Regions from separate parts of the Mus musculus genome. Here all the other regions are linked to region 1. The links are chromatin contacts, called in public HiCAR-type and promoter capture Hi-C maps. All regions are on one chromosome and are shown on one strand. The core of a region is the stretch at or near the end of the contact, and the rest is flanking DNA. Distances in the headings are between cores, read along the strand shown. Region 1 holds the start of Ipo5 (importin 5). Region 2 holds the start of Tgds (TDP-glucose 4,6-dehydratase). Region 3 holds the start of Tmtc4 (transmembrane and tetratricopeptide repeat containing 4). Region 4 overlaps Dzip1 (DAZ interacting protein 1). Region 5 holds the start of Ggact (gamma-glutamylamine cyclotransferase).

The links. Promoter capture Hi-C pulls out the DNA fragments that hold promoters and counts their contacts. HiCAR-type assays count read pairs that join an accessible place to other places. Capture Hi-C pulls out chosen DNA fragments and counts their contacts.
Region 2: a contact with region 1 is called in a HiCAR-type map of astrocytes, with 6 times the contacts expected there. The contact joins the promoter of Tgds here to the promoter of Ipo5 in region 1. A contact is called at or near these places in 3 of 39 promoter capture datasets (embryonic stem cells, liver and pre-B cells), 3 of 484 Hi-C or Micro-C datasets (B cells, CD4 T cells and the G1E-ER4 cell line), 4 of 115 datasets of contacts at active chromatin or transcription factors (astrocytes, large pre-B cells, pro-B cells and 1 more) and 2 of 9 other capture datasets (adipose tissue and liver).
Region 3: a contact with region 1 is called in a promoter capture Hi-C map of pre-B cells, with 5 times the contacts expected there. The contact joins the promoter of Tmtc4 here to the promoter of Ipo5 in region 1. A contact is called at or near these places in 2 of 39 promoter capture datasets (liver and pre-B cells), 3 of 484 Hi-C or Micro-C datasets (B cells, CD4 T cells and CD8 T cells) and 1 of 115 datasets of contacts at active chromatin or transcription factors (pro-B cells).
Region 4: a contact with region 1 is called in a promoter capture Hi-C map of pre-B cells, with 2.6 times the contacts expected there. The contact joins the enhancer-like site here to the promoter of Ipo5 in region 1. A contact is called at or near these places in 3 of 39 promoter capture datasets (the C10 cell line, liver and pre-B cells) and 3 of 115 datasets of contacts at active chromatin or transcription factors (astrocytes, embryonic stem cells and large pre-B cells).
Region 5: a contact with region 1 is called in a promoter capture Hi-C map of liver, with 2.8 times the contacts expected there. The contact joins the promoter of Ggact here to the promoter of Ipo5 in region 1. A contact is called at or near these places in 3 of 39 promoter capture datasets (cranial neural crest, liver and pre-B cells) and 1 of 9 other capture datasets (liver).

The regions. Positions count from the first base shown.
Region 1 is chr14:120,909,708-120,912,779 of GRCm38.p6, forward strand. Ipo5 (importin 5) reads left to right here and starts at 1,487. Exons shown (of 26, transcript NM_023579.4): 1 at 1,487-1,636. The coding sequence starts at 1,547.
Region 2 is chr14:118,131,163-118,134,234 of GRCm38.p6, forward strand. It overlaps Tgds (TDP-glucose 4,6-dehydratase), which reads right to left and starts at 1,603. Exons shown (of 12, transcript NM_029578.3): 1 at 1,482-1,603. The coding sequence starts at 1,567.
Region 3 is chr14:122,981,604-122,984,675 of GRCm38.p6, forward strand. It overlaps Tmtc4 (transmembrane and tetratricopeptide repeat containing 4), which reads right to left and starts at 1,680. Exons shown (of 18, transcript NM_028651.3): 1 at 1,569-1,680.
Region 4 is chr14:118,875,093-118,878,164 of GRCm38.p6, forward strand. Dzip1 (DAZ interacting protein 1) reads right to left here. Exons shown (of 22, transcript NM_025943.3): 22 at 428-2,170. The coding sequence ends at 2,091. Among named protein-coding and RNA genes, the nearest start is that of Cldn10, 22 kb to the left of the region's middle. Within about 2 kb of position 1,534, at least 14 of the 459 cell types and tissues checked have an H3K27ac peak or open chromatin away from gene starts, as enhancers often do. A contact at or near this core is called in pre-B cells, where this site is marked.
Region 5 is chr14:122,911,537-122,914,608 of GRCm38.p6, forward strand. It overlaps Ggact (gamma-glutamylamine cyclotransferase), which reads right to left and starts at 1,629. Exons shown (of 3, transcript NM_145466.2): 1 at 1,565-1,629. It overlaps 4930594M22Rik (RIKEN cDNA 4930594M22 gene), which reads left to right and starts at 1,494. Exons shown (of 2, transcript NR_155287.1): 1 at 1,494-1,756.

The DNA.
Region 1 (3,072 bases), core at 237-2,736:
AGAAATAAAAAACTTCAACATAAATCCCATGAGCTGCTGAGCTGTAGTTACAGGCCTCAGGCTGTGGAAACCTATTCCTTAGGAAGTAGTCGAGTCCTTTTGACACAAGACATACATCCCCCTTTTCACCTGCTGTCATCCTCAACTTGGGCAATGCTTTGGACACACAGTAGGCTTTTAACTGAGTCTGGGCAAACAGGAGCTGGGATAAACTTGGGAGCTGAGAGCCAGTCAAGATTTTTACAACAGAATCTGAATTGTGGAGAAAGGTCTCCCCTCTATAGGTGTAGCTGCAACCCTGATTACGTTCTGCTTTTCTGGAGGCCAGCGCATCTATTTTGTAGAACTAGTTTCCAACTGGGGATGCTCTTTCATTCTTGGGCCACATTGTTTTTTTTTTTTTTTCAGTGTAGGACCATTTCATACATTATTTTTTTCTTTTGATATGAGCATTTGAGTCTGTGGACATTAGACATGATTCTGAATAGGACATGATTCTCAAAGTGTTTCAGTTTGAGCTCTGCTCTCTCCTGTTTAGGCAGTCCCAGATAGAAAGATGGGCCAACGCTGGTGTTTAAGCACTAGAGTTTAGGAGGTGAGAGGGAGGCAGCCTCTGGTCCCCTCCATGCTGGCACGCATCAACTATCAATGGATCGACCACGTTAGGGAGTGGCTCATGACTTCTCCCATCCTTAGAGAGCAAGGAAGCTCCAAACACCAGGATGGGTGGCAGTTCCCGGGTGGGGAGCGTGCGTGATTTGATCCGGGACGGAGAGGTGCAGGGGGGAAGAGTCCGTGATGAGCAACCCCTCTTCCGGGACAGTCCCTGGACGTGAGTCACAGGACAGAGGAGGGTAGGGACCGCCTGAGTCACAGGCTGAGGGGGACGACACGACACCACAGGGCCAGACAGATGGAGGGGTCTGCAGAGGCGGGTGTGTGTATGCGTGTGTGCTCGCTGCTGGGGGGATTGGGATGGGGTTAGGGAGGGGGGTCCCGGGGCCCCAAAGCCCTAAGGCGCGGCTACGCGGCGGGCGGCAGGGAAAGGGAGTCCAGCCAGCCCGCGGCGCCGAAATCTCCCGCGCTCAGGAGCTGGCCCCTCCTCCGGGCCCGGCCTCACGCCCCTCGCGGCGGCCCAGCCGGATCGGCTCCTCCCAACCCGCGCCCCGGGAACCCCAACCTCGTCCTAACAGCGGCCCTCTGGCCGCCACACACGCCCGCCAGCCCCGCCTCCCGGCGCGCGCTGGAGTGACGACACCGCAGGGTGCGTGACCAATCGGCGTGGCCCTCGAGGGGGGGCGGCCTCGGGCACGCCCCCCGCGCCGCGAGCCAATGGGACGCCGGCGTCGGCGGCCGCGGCCGGGTGAGAGGGCGCGAGGCCCCGCCCCGTCCTCCCTCGGCCCCCTCGGCCCCGCCCTTCTCGCCCGGCCCCTCATCCCCGCGCCGCCGCTGGTGCCGGTCGCCGCGCTGGGCCCGCCCCCAACCCTCCCGCCGGCCCGCCAGCGCGCCTCACAGCTCCCTCCTTCTCTCTCTCACGCCTAGCGCAATGGCGGCGGCCGCGGCGGAGCAGCAACAGTTCTACCTGCTCCTGGGAAACCTGCTCAGCCCCGACAATGTGGTCCGGAAACAGGCGGAGGTAAGCGAATCGGCGGCCCCGGCGCGCCGATCCTTCTCCTCCGCGGCCGGCCGGCTGGCCCTGGGCGCTCGTCGGCCGGCCGGCCGAGCGGCGCGGGTCGGCCCGGCTGGCGGACAGCGGCCCCGCAGCCCACGTGCGCGCCTCCCGCCCGGCCCCGGCCCTTCCGGCCCGTGCAGCGGCGGCGGCGCCGGTTGCCTCGCCGCCGACCCGCGCACACGTGCCACCGCGCCTGACGCGCCCCGCCCGCGGGCCCTGCACCCCAGCCCTGCTCTCCCTCCCCGCGTGGCCCGCCAGCCCTCGCGGGCGGCCAGACCCCGGCAGCTCCTGACCCGTCCCGCTTCCCCCACCACCCCAGCCGCTCCCTTCCCCATCCCAGCTCAGGGAGAACGCGTGTCCTGCCTGTCGCTGCCTTACGGCGTCTTTCCCCCGAGCCCCTTTCTGGTTTCTAAAAGGAACTGCACACGCCGGTCCCTTCAAGATCGTGTGAAGTTGCCTTTGAGGGATCCCTGCTTGACCACCTCGCTCTGCTCTTCTTCCTTCGAATCTTGTTTGATCTCTAGAGATTTGGGCTTATAAACGGGATATACTGGGGGCTGTGGCTGTCTAACTGGGCCAGTGCCATCTCTTTTTCATATAACACAGATCGTTCTCAATCAGTCTTAGATCAAGGGTTCCATTTCAGATACAGTTATAAGCCCATTTGCAAGCTAGCAATAATATTATTAGCTCACTAGAAGACGGAAGATACATTGTTAGTGTTGAAGCTCAGATTTTTGTGAGGTAATTTCTAGGAAAGTTGATACGTGGAGCTCCTTACGACCCATGGGTCTGAAGTTTTTTAGGAGACTCTGAGGATGTGTGAATAGCTTTACTTACAAAGCAAAGATGTCTTTTATATATAGCTAGTGACGTTGACATGTCTTGTACTTACCGACCTAAAGTTGGGAGCTGTCTTTTAAAACAGTTGCTAATTTCGCTTTGAGTAGAATGGATAATCTGGCCACACTTAGATTTTAGTAAGTAAAGAAGTTGGAGACTTAACTTCTGTGTGAAATGGTGCTTTAAACTATGTCCTTCTTAATGGTGCTTTTAATTTTGGGGGGAGGGGAGATAGCGATGTTTGGCTCTCTAGTTTACACAGGCCCTTCAAACCTGTGGCAGTCCCCCAGCCAAGTTTCCTGAGCGCACCAGTTCCCATGCCCGCCTTATTCAAGTAATATGCAGTGTATAGGGGGAAATTCAAAGGGTACAATTCTTAATCCACTCTCCACGTTTATTTCATGAGCCTTCCTTGAAAACGTATCTTTAAAAGCATTCGTGTATACATTATGTTACCTGGGTGGATTTATAGTATACATAGTTCTGCAAATTGAATTTTCCCTCAGTTTCTTTCACATTGTCACCCAGAAGACCATACATTATATAGATAGGTGCAT
Region 2 (3,072 bases), core at 353-2,852, 2.8 Mb before region 1:
ACAGTGGTTCCTGGAACTCAGAGGACCCTGAAATGGAGCTATCTCAGTAAAAGAAACATATATATATATAAACATATTTTGGGCTCTGGGGAGTAATGGCTAGCACTGGCCAATTGTAAAGGTGAAGTTTGTTCTTGGTGAAAAACTTCACTTTCCTTCATTTTCTAGGACATTCTTTGTGAACAAGCCCTTCCATGCAAGTACATGCATTTCCCCACGTACACGTCTGTTAATTAAGTGAATCTCAGCTTCCTGCTACCTACTCTCAGCAAAGTGTCTGTGGATTTAAAAGGCCCACTGCATGTTCTTGGGCAGTAACCAAGACTCTCTGACCCCTCCCCATGCAGGAGACACTACAAGGACAGAACTTCCTGTGGATCGCTCACGCATCCATCCACTCAACTCTTACAGAAGACCTTCACGATATGGCCCTGACCTTTCTTTCTGTGGGAGCTTAATGAACATCAGTCTACTCTCACACAGTTTATACTCTAGAAGAAGGGCAAGGCCATAAACAAGTAAACACAAGTACTCAATGTAATTTCAGGTAGTGCTGAGTGGATGGGTGGCCTAAGGTGTTCCCATAAGCACTCTGAAGGTGATATGCGGGTAAATTAACAGCCTATGCAACTGCCTCAAGTCGGGAAGCAGCACTAACCTCCTGTGCTCCGAGAAGCCTGAGAGGGTTGTGGGCGAGTACAGAAAAGCAAGAGACTAGGTTGGGAAGCAGGGCTCGAGCACCCGAGTCTTCTAGATCGGATAAAGACCCTGGACTTTCATTACAAGTCTCACAGAAACCATGACTGTAAAACTCTATGCAGCTGCATCTATCTCACTTAGGAACACACTCTACAAAGTGTAAAGAAAACGCGCGAGATCAACAGGAGAGGGATAGTAGCAGTGTTCTAAGGAAAAGGAGGCAGGGAACAGAAGTCAAATTAAGAATAAGCTTTGACACAAATAGAAAGGACAGTTTCACGGTAGGTGGGTGTGAGCCTCAAACAGGTTGGGAATAACAAAGGATTTGTAAACAGTTTCTAAAAAAGAGAAGACAAGACAAAGAGTCCCATTACGATCGATCCTCACATCGTGTAGAGGCGAGCTTTTGGAAAGGCCTTCATCTGCTGGCCGGAGCTTTGTCAGAGAGCGGGAAGAAAAGGGAATGAAACTGATGTGTGCTTCTCAGAAAAGTGACAGGTGGTAAACACCCCCGGGCAGGTAGGGGGTGGGACAGCAGCAAGGCACTCCTGAGTTCCCCTTTTTGTGGGGAAGGTGTTAAAGAAGTCGCATTTTCGAAGCAACCTCGTCTTGGCTGGCCAGAAAGTGAGGGAAACCGGATGGACATCCGGGCTGTGCATTGGGACCCTCCCCATAACGGATCTGCAAAGTCGTGGACCCGAAGTGCAAAAGACAAGGAGAACCGCAGGGCAAGGTTAGGATTTGTGGGGAGAAACTTCTCAGCCACCAGCACCGTTACCTACATGAAACCAGCACCCCCGGTCACCAGGACCCGCTTCGCGAAGCTGCCGGGAGGACCAGAACGCTCCTCCCGGCTCGCAGCGGACATCTTCAGCTCTGCAGAGCCAGCGCCGTAAAGCGCGGCGTCTGAAGAACCGAGGGAAGCAGCTTCACGACGCTTTACGACATGCCCCGCCCCCGACACGTTCAAAGGAAGTCGCAGAGGCTTCCGGGTTCTCCCAGACCCCAAAAGAGGGGCGGAGCCGGCAGTGGCACTGCGCAGGCGCGCACTCTCTAGCCCATAGTCACCAGCTAGGAGAAATTAGGGTCATTGGTACTAGGGTCTGGAATATTTTCTAAGCAAGTGTCACCAGCATGGATTACTACTATAGGTGCTTAGAAATTCGGAGTTATGAATCGATGCCTTCATTTTTGAACTTCAGCTATGCTCATAGACTAACACCCAGCTGAGCAGAATCCTCTAGAATGTATGCAGTATGGAAATGGAAAGTTGCATTGCAAAATTATGTTTCACTGTTGTAAATACTGTCACAAAAGGCGAAGGCCGCTTGCAATCATGATAAGTAAGTTTTGCAGAGTTCCCTGGAAGGTTTTACTCTCTTCTCTTGTCTGCTCACTGTGCCCCAATCCTGGTCCTTCTTGCTCTTATTTATATTACCAGGTGTTCTTCCCTGGTCTACCTGCCCTTTCCTCGGATGTCTGACTAGTGTTTACCTCCTTCAGTTCTCAGTTTGAGTGCCATCTTCCTATTAGAGTCATTCCTTGACTCTAACCATGCAGAACCATTTTTTTTTTTTTGTTTTCTTCTTATCATTCATCAACAAATTGGCCACTGATGTAATTTCTCACTGTCTCTGCTCCATGGAGGTAAGGCCATTCATTTCTCTGGGACCAGATCTATCACACACTCATCAACAAGTGGGCTTATCATATGATTGCTCACTGCTGTTTATATTATAGTCTGCTGCTTTCTATGAATTCGGAGGCTCTACCAAGTGGGAGTGATTAGAAGTCATATTAATTTTTTATGTACCGAGGCATCAAAAAAAAAAAAAAAAAGCCTGTCTTCAGTGAAAGAGAATAACATTACTGATCAAGAAGAAAGACATGAAGCCAGCAGGTGATAGCACACACCTCTAGTGCCAGCACCTGGGAGGCAGAAGCAGATGGATCTCTGAGTTCAAGGACAGCCTGGTCTACAGAGTGAGTTTCGGGACAGCCAGGTTACACAGAGAAACCCTGTCTCAAGCACACACACACACACACACACACACACACACACACACACACACGAGACAAAGGGAAAGTGCCTACAGTAATCAAAGCCCATGCTCTGCTTTTCCTTTAGAATCAACCTCACCCACGTTCTTGGTTTACCATTTACACAATTAAAGCTTTCAACAACTTAAACTTAGTAGGGTTTTATTTTATCAAACAATGAAAAACCTGGCAATGCTCTGAAAGAAAGGTTCAGAGAGCACCATCAAGAAACCCAGGCAGTCAATCTGTATAAACAAAGGCTGGAGGGAAGTGTGGCCCAGTGGTTAAGAACGCTAGTTTCTCTTCCAGAGGACCCAGGTTAGATTCCTAGCA
Region 3 (3,072 bases), core at 430-2,929, 2.1 Mb after region 1:
CTTGTGTTCTGGTGTCTCCTGAACTCTCTGAACTGGCTCCTTAGAGAGGTTCAATGTGGAACAAACCAGTAGTCTCCATCCCCAATACTCAAACTCTTAATATTAAGCCTCGGTTTTATAGGGGGTTAAAATATATTCATCTGTCAATAATCAAAAGGTCAAAAAGACCTCAAACAATATCTCCCCAGAGGCTAAATGGCACTGAGCTGTGAACTGTAAGCTTCCGATAACAATGGTCACAGCAGCCCTGGCTGCAATGAGGCAGAGTGACCCAACCTAATTGATTCACCCCGGGAAAACGGGGAACCGGCTGCAGCCACCTAACTGGAGACTCTTCCACAGGCATGGAGAGCCTCTTGTCCTTTACATTAAGGGCAATGCATCCAGGGCCAGTTGCCCTTCAGGATGGAGGGCAACCTTGCCTCTAGAAATCAGATTAAATAATGTGATAGTTTCTGACCACCCGTATCTGGCACGATGCAGAGAGAGCTAGCACACATTGTGCTAGAGGCAAAGGAGCCAGCCATCCTCTGTAGTGATGGGCCAAAAGCAGAGTAAGGTGAATCCTGTTGTGACCCATCTTCCTAATTCAAGAAGTGGCTGCCCATCTGAGGTTTCACATTCAGAATTTCTGCCTCAGAAAGTTTCCACTTTGCTAGCATGTAACCATTTTCCCACCCAGGTGGGCGAGCATACCTCACTTTGCCCCAGTTCCACCTATAGTGCACAGCTTTCGGGGGATGCAGGTACAAGGGGCAAAAATGGTTCCAGTCAATCCTTACTATAATTCTCCCCATCCATCTGTTCACGGGGAGAGAGCAAAGTGTGGATGATTCAGTGGAGATATCTGTCCTCTAACTCCTCCTTTCTTTTGTGTGTAGTTATAAAAAGAAAGAAAACACAAACAGCCCACAGTCACAACATCAACAACCCAGACTCCCCGTGGAGTTCGCAGGAGGTGAGGCGGTTGCTACACCACCTGCTTGGCTCCCCCAACTCCTGGCAGCCGTTCCAGGCTCCCAGGCCAGTGGTACCAGCTTTGCTCCACAGTTGAGCGTAGAGTAACTGGCACTCCTGGCTCTGCTGGGTGGCTCTCCGTGTAACCCTGGGCGGGCGGCCAAGCTACCCGGCTGTGTCCAGCCGTCGCCCGTGCCTTGGCCAGCTGGCGACCAGGCGCGGGGACCCCGCGGCCAGGTGGCCGCTGCACCCGGTGGACTCCCGGGTTACAAAGCTGTTGCACGGCTGGGTCAGACAGTAGCAGGCAAGGGTCTGGCTCGGCGACCTCGGCCGTAGCAGGGCAGTGCCGGAGCTTGAGCTCGGGGCGCGCACCCTTACCGCGCGCTCTTTGTCCGGGGTGCGGCTTCTACCCAGGCGCAGACCGCCCGGGGCGGCGTCCGCGGGAGGCAGCTCGAGTGTCGGAGCTAACTCTAGTAGAGGTGCAGAGCTCGGGCGCCGCCCCCGGGCCCCAGCGCAGGGCTGGCGGCTCAGCTGAGAGCCCGGGAGCCCGCGCCCAACTCCGAGCGCCCTGCAGCTGCGCTCGGCCCTCAGCGGGCCGCCCCGCGCTTTACCTGCAAGGAGCACGAGCCGCGATCTCATCTCCCCTCCCGCGTGCTTAAACTCCGGCGGCTCCCCAGCCCGCCGCCGCCAGGGGAGGGGCTGCCCTCCCACTCCCACCCCGCCGCGTCCCGCCCCCCGCCGCGCCGCTTCCCACTCGCGGCTGCCCGCTCCCGTCTAGTCCCGCCTCCCGCCGCGGGACCATCGGTTGCCCTTTCCATCACTCACGCTCTCCTCTTCCGCTTATTGGTCCGTGTCGGAGTGACGTCGGAACAGAGCGCTCGCCACGAAGGAGGCGCAGGGGCAGACAGGCTTTGCTGGGAAGAGAAAGCGCAGCTGGGACGCGAAGCAGCAGCGGCGGTTCCCGGGCCTGGCCGCTGTTCCCTGCGGATCCGTGCGTTCTAAGCCTATTCCTGGCTTGTCTCGCACGTTCCGCCGAGGGCTGTGGAATCCCTGCAGAAAATCTCAACTCCACGCTTCTTTCTGTCTGAAGTTGTTGAAGAAATGTCCCCACTTTCTCCCTTTGAAACGGGAAGTGACTTCCTCCTCCTAAGGCCGTGCAACCTCAGGACTGCGCCTCCTTTGGAGCAGTGCCATACAGTCACGACCACTAGGTGCTACACCTCCCTCCTGATGGGAAGGTCACCCACTCAGTTTCCACTCCTAGTACTTATTTGTGCTGCCACCTTCAAGAGAAAAAACCTTTGTACTTTCCACTACCAGACTTACAGACCTCAAACCTCAATGACCTCCGACCCTCCTCAAAGCATCAGTCTCTGATCTGTCTCCCTCTTTGGAGTGGAGTCCGCATCCTCAGCACCAAGTGACTTCCAAGCTTTCCTCTGCTCTATGTGTCACCCTGCCTTTCGCTGCCCTTCATCGCTGAAGCAGAGTGCTTCTCCCCTCCCCCACCCCCACCTCCACCCCCAACCACAGCTGTTTCCAACTTCATTCATTTGGCTTTCATTCAGGGAAACTGCATTTGCCAGTCACCTCTGCTGTCTTCTGCCCTTACTAAGGCCAGAGGACATTTTGCTTCCCAATGCTACCTCATCTCACAATTTCCTCCTCCTTAAAATGCCCTCTTCTTTATGCCTATTGCCTTTTCTCTCTCCTGTCCCCCTCCCCCACCCCACCCCCAAGTCTATTTGACTGGCTTGCCTGCCCTGAATGATCGCTAAGAGTTTTAAAAGCCTCATCCTTTTCTCCTACTCCACAAATTTCCCTGTATGATTTAATCTGCTGCCAACACTCCAATCAATACATTTCAGATTTACACTTCTTTTCCTTGCTTTCTCGGAGTTCAAACCTATTTATCTAGTTCCCCACTTAGCTTCTCCCCTTGTATATGCCACCACATCTCAAATAGTAAGACATCCGTCATGCTTTCTCTGCCTTCCTTCTGGTGGTCTGTGACAGCCAGAGTATCACAAACCAAAGTCGGCTTTAGTCCTGGCATCTAATGAATGGTCAAGGTCCTGATTTATAAGTGCCTCTACCTTTATATGCCTCCTCCAC
Region 4 (3,072 bases), core at 284-2,783, 2.0 Mb before region 1:
TCCTGAGGCCAGCCCTGCATGTCACTTACCCACAAAGGCAGTAATTGTTCTCACTAGCACACAGCTTATAGGTCAGAGCACATTCACCCTTACACACCCCCTTAACCGTTGGTGCTTACATTTTCCTGCGTGTGCAGTGAAGAAACGTAGAGTAGGGAGCCCTGTAGTGTCAGAACCAGGGCGTGAGCTGGTCTAGGGTAAAATACATGGTTTCAAGTTGTAAGAACTGGTACTTCTGTCATATGCTATAAATCGCCCACAACGAGTCACATGGCTGACTACATGACTTTCCCAGAGGGTAAAAGACTGAAAAGGAAATAGAGGACACTGTTTGCAGGGATTCAACGGAAAGGAAAGGAAAGGAAACTTTTTTTTAAAAAAGTAAAAAAAAAAAAAACAAACGAACAAACAAAAAAAACCAATTAAAACATTTTCCAGTGTCATATATTTTGCTTCCATAAAGACAGGTTAGGAACCGCAGACCAGCGTGGGAACAGTGCTGTGTAGGCACACGTTTAAAATGATTTTTTTCTTCAGATGAGCTGGTGAAGACAGCAGCTAGACTGAGAATGTAGAGAGAGTGGGGTGTGAAGGCATGGTGGTCAGGGAGGGGCCGCCTAAGCTCTGTCAAGGAAAAGGAATAAAACAACTGAATGAGGACAAGAAGGGGAAACCCTAAACACGGATAAGTTAAAGGACTGGGCTTTGTGACCTACAAACACCAACTGAATTTAAATGTTGGGTTTGGCCAGGTCCTTACCTGTCCTGGGGGCTGGGGGTGGGGGTGGGGACCTGTGGTAGACACAGAGTCTGGAACACAACTCTTGATTTCTACCCAAACCCGTAGTGACAATAAAAACCTGTTGATGTGAGAGATGGGAAGGCTGTTGATCTCTGCCCACAACTCATGGCCTGACTCTCGATTCCTAAAGCTTTTAGATAAGCTTACACATAAAGTGAGCCTATTTGCACACAACAGCTCCCCGCAGGGAGGTGGGAGAATTTTTTTTTTCATGGTTTGGAATGGGCACACATAGGTTTCTAGATGGTAGCCACAATAGTCACAGAGATACATTTCAAGGTCAGGGTTTGTTAGATGCCAGGGCTTTGCCCTCTTATAAAGCTAGCCAAGCGGTTTTCTTAATAAGCAGCCACAGTCGCAGTGTGTGATGGAGGACTTTACTGGTACAGTAGGTGAATGACAGGAGACCCCAAATCAACAAGCCATTAATAGGTTCCTTTTTTGTTTTTGGAGATAGTCCTAATAGTTCTACAAAGTATAAAAAATATTTTTTTAAAAAAGGAAAAAAGTTTAAAAAGAAAAAAAAAACCCAAACAATTCCTATATAAACTTTCTGATCATTGCCAAGATCATTATTCAAGAATATAAATTAGTTCTGAGGTATTTTATACTATGGGCTGGGGACTGAACACAGGAAAATGACATGTGGGTGACTTAATAACGGCTCATCTTTTTCTAGTGACCATCTCACAGGAATCAATTGGCAGTTACAACAGCTGCACATTATTCATAAAACATCCAAGATGAAGGTTACACTGCAGAAAAGAACTCGTTAGTAACGGCATGCTGACAGGGCCTCAGAGCTCAGTGGGATCAAAGGGACTTTTAAGGAAATGTATTTACCATGGGCCTAGCTAACTGTTACCATTCATGGGATCATTGAGTTCGCTAATTCAGTTTGAAGAGACGACAGGATTGTTTTAACATAAGAACTACCAATGGGACAGTACATATATATTTTAAAGAGCTATAGTAATTCAAACTGAAGCCTGCTATCAGTCAAAAAAAAAAAAAGACTTAAAAGTTAGTCGAAAAAAAATACATTTAACACTAGAGAGTTCTGTACTGAAGAAAAGAGTTTTTATGACTTAAAGGATACGTTGTTTTTACACAGTGGACAGCTGACAGTTTGTTCTCGGCACTGTGTTACGTGTCATAAGAGACACCCTTGTTCAGAACCGGCTTCCTTGCTATGGTTGGAAACACTAAGAGCATTAGAGTCCTATAGGCTGTTGACTGCACTGATGCTGGCGGCCTCGGCACAGGCTTCCGATGTGCGAGGCCGTGCTTAGACATCCAGGACATCGCTCCAGTCAGTCACAGTGACTAAGTTGCTCTTGAGTGTGCTCGGTTCGTTTTCATGAAGTCCTGGATGGGGAAGAGGAAGAAGAGGGGGGATCTGAAGTTAAATTAGGACATTTTTAATCCCAACTTCAGCTGTTTCTCACCTAGGGTCTGAATCTTTTTCAAGCTTTGTCCCCCAAGCCCCTACAGGCTTTGGGAGAAGGCTGATAGAAAACACGCCCACGAGTCGGCCACATTTCTGCATCTCCTCACAGGACGTGACCTGTGACCACCCGTCCTGAAGCACACAAGCTCCTGGATGGCAAGGCCTGTGTCCTGTGCCCTGCTTCTCTCCCACTGGAGTCCAGCAGAGAGCCTGGATGTTGAGGGTTCTCAGCACATCTGTATTGTGTTATTAACTGTGGGCAAATAGACTGTGCAGGAAAGGAACATAAAACACTACACATCAAGGCTAACCTCTAGTTTAAGATCTAGAGGTAAATGTTAAACATAGGTTTTGCCTGGGTAGAAGAACTTAATTTGAAGTTAATTAAAAAAAGAGCCATGGGAATAGCATGCTGTGGGGAAACTCCGTTCTAGTTTGAATCTGGAATGTTCTCTGAGGAATGCAGGGTCCTGTCTTTGAGGCAGCCTCTTGGTTCTGTTCCTTACAAGGCACTGTATCTCAAACATCATCTTGTTTTTTAACTGGAATGGATCCTTAGCAGAGATAACTTCATAATGGCAGTGGTTTGCAGACATGTTATCAGGTGACAGTGTGAGATTAACTGCAGAGCTGACGCTCTGGAGGGGAGAGTGGGGACAAAGTGGGACACAGAGGGCCTGCTGAAGACAGGAGACATGACTATGGAATCTATAGGCACTGGCAGAAAATTACAAATAAGGGCACAGAATTCATCCAGTGAACACAAGAGCTGCGAGGGACAGTGGTAGTGAACTCTCTCTGTCTTAGTAGGACATCAGTA
Region 5 (3,072 bases), core at 379-2,878, 2.0 Mb after region 1:
GATGCCCAGCAAGCATACCACTAGGACAAAGAGGGGAGATAGATACCCATGGCTATAGGGGTGGGACAATACAGGGAAGCCTTTGACTGAAGGATGAGTGTTAGTCAAGATGCTGGGTGGTTATTGTTAGCTCAGAGTCTCCAAATAAAATTTCCAGTATTTACTGGCTTCAGATGGGGAATGTTCTAGAGAAGGCTGCTAAGATCATTTGATGTCGTCTTCCTATTGCTACCTTCCCATGGACCATGTCCCTCTTCAAACATGACAGCACTAGTCTGTAGGGCAGAGGGTCCTCTCCCCTAACAAGACCCTGGCCAAGGCCAATAAAGAGTCATCCCATGACTCCTTTTCAAGCTTTGACAGACAGAACTGGAGCTCTCAAAAGTTCTTACTAGATAAAGAAGAAACTTTTATTTGTTTTGGTTTTGATATTTTTTTGATGTAAGATCTTGCATATCCCAGGATGGTCTGCTTTAGCGTTCTGAGTGCTGGAATCACAGACATAAGCCACCACACCTGGCTTGATCCTGTACTTAAAAAAAATTAACCTTTGCAGGGTTTTGGTTTTGGTTTTGGTTCTGTACCACACACTGCCATCCACTAATGACCACCACAGACAGACGTCAGTCCAGCTCACCACTTCACACAGAAGGGTGAATTCTACCACTGAGCCACATTCCTAATCCCAACTTGGTCTGCTTATTTTCCAGTGCTGGAGAGCCAATCTTGGGCCTTTTGCATGCTAAGGACATGGTTTGTAAGTTCACTAGTTTAAATAAAAGGTTCAGTACAAAAAAAAAAAAAATCCACCAATTAACTTTGCAAACTAGCTTTTAGAGAAAAATGCCCTCTATTGTTGAAGTCTGGCCTGCTTACTCAGGGACTTCTCAGAGAAGGTTCAGGAAAATGAGGCCAAACTGCAGAGTTCCTCACTTAGCAAGCACTTCAGTTACAGGAAACAGACCAGGAGAAAGACTTCAATTAGAAGAAATCTTTTAACATAAATAAATGAGCTTGGAGTTAAGCTAAGTTAAAATACACGCACACCTCAAATGGGTTTTAAGCGAGGCTGTAACGTTATAACTCGTTGATTAGAGTTAAACAGCAATAATAACCACGGATAGAATCAAAGGGATGGATCGCCAAAGTTCCAGGCGTTTTACTACTGGTTCCAAAGGAAATCCAGATGTGAAACGGACCAACAGAAGTTGGTTTAGGATTCTTTTTCAGGTTTTGGACTCTTCACACATAAGTGACTCCTAAAGTAAAATTAAAAAAACATTTCTTTTGAAAACCGCTAGCCACATTCCCTTAGGATCTTAAGCTACCTGTTGGAGCTGTCTGTCCCGCGAGAGCAAGCATCAGCTCCGCTCCGGTAGCAGTCACAGCACGGGCCGCCCGGGCAGCTTTCCGGGGTGGGGGTGGGGGGTCAAATGCGCGCTCCGCCCAGCGCGTTCCGCCAGGCAGACCCATACGCCGGGACGCTAGCGGACATTCGCTGGCTGGTGACAGAGTCCCTAAGCCGCCCCCAGGCTCCCAGTCCCAGCCCGCCTCGGCGCCTCACCTGCAGCGGTCGGGGGAATCACGAGGAGCGCGCCCGGACCACGGAGCGGAAATGCCCAGCTGGGCGGGTGTCGCAACCAAACCGCCCCGGGCGGCGCTCCTGCTGGTCTCTCGCCGCTCCGCCCGCCCCGGCAGCGCCACGGAGCGCACCTGGCAGCGCGCACGCCACTCCCCATGTGCCGGAACCGCGCAGGTAAGAACCCGAAGCCACATTCCTCCGAAATGCAAGCAAGCAAGCTCCCCACCACCACTCCCACCACCAGACACGGGCTCGACTGCTCCCACCAGGTTCAGCTCTACATCACACATGCTTTGACTCCACGTTAGACCCAAACACGCCTAAGATTCACTACTTCAGAGAGACTCACCCCTTCACATAGACACTGAGGTGATGCTAAACTCAGATCTGAGGAAGGCTCCACAGGACAATTAAGGCATCGCATCTGCTCGTACATATCCCTACGGGATACAGGTAACTGTAGCAATTCTGCCTACTTACCAACTCTTTTTAAAATAAAACTTGTTTAGGAGCTAATGGAAGAACTAGCTTTCCCCTACATCCTACCCTTAGGACATAAGATGTATGAGAACCAAAAGCTGAGGGCAATTTTTTCTCTAGAGATCTTTATCATGGAAGGATGTTCCTATGGCAGAATGCAGGCAGGCGTGATGCTGGAGAGTTCTATATGTCCCTATCGGGATGTGAAAGCAACGTCACAGAGATGGTGAGACTAGAGACCCATTGTCTCCTCATCGAGACCCAAATTAACTATATGACTACTGCTTTTCCTTTCATCATTTCCCATCCCTTTGACTTTGTGTATGTGGAGTACTTGAAATCGTGTTATATTCTTGGTTTTCACGTAGCATCAAATGATGCTGAAGTGGTTGTATTTTAAATAGATGTCCAAGTCTACAAGAACCCTGAACAATCATCACATTTATAAACCACCAATTTTATAGAAAGAGGACCATGAGAAGGAAAATGGGGTCTTAAAGGAGGGCCTGGGAAGGGGAGAAACAGGGAGTAATAGGATTACACATGACATCAAAGATGGGCAGGGATGAGGGAAGGAGGCATGGAGAGAAGAACAAAGCAGTACTACGAAAGTCTCAGAGCCACTCATAATGCGGCAAGCTAATTTACAAAACTAAATCGTTGAAGAAGAAGGTTAAGGGTCTAAGTATGCTTGAAGTTACTCCTTTACCACAATCTCATTTTACAGTGGAGAAATCAATAAAACCAGTAGTGGTCCCATTGTATTTACTGGAAGCAACTGGGGCACAAAGTAAATAAGCAACTAATCCCAGGTTCCAGGTAAATATGGTAAAATCAGATTCATCTGTCTTTGATAGTCACTGAACCTTTAAAAATGACTTATGATATCTTAGTTAGGGTTTCTATCGCTGTGAAGAGACACCATGACCACAGCAACTCTTATAAAGGGAACCATCTAACTGGAGCTGGCTTATATTTTAGAGTTTAGTCCATTATTGTTATGGTGAGAA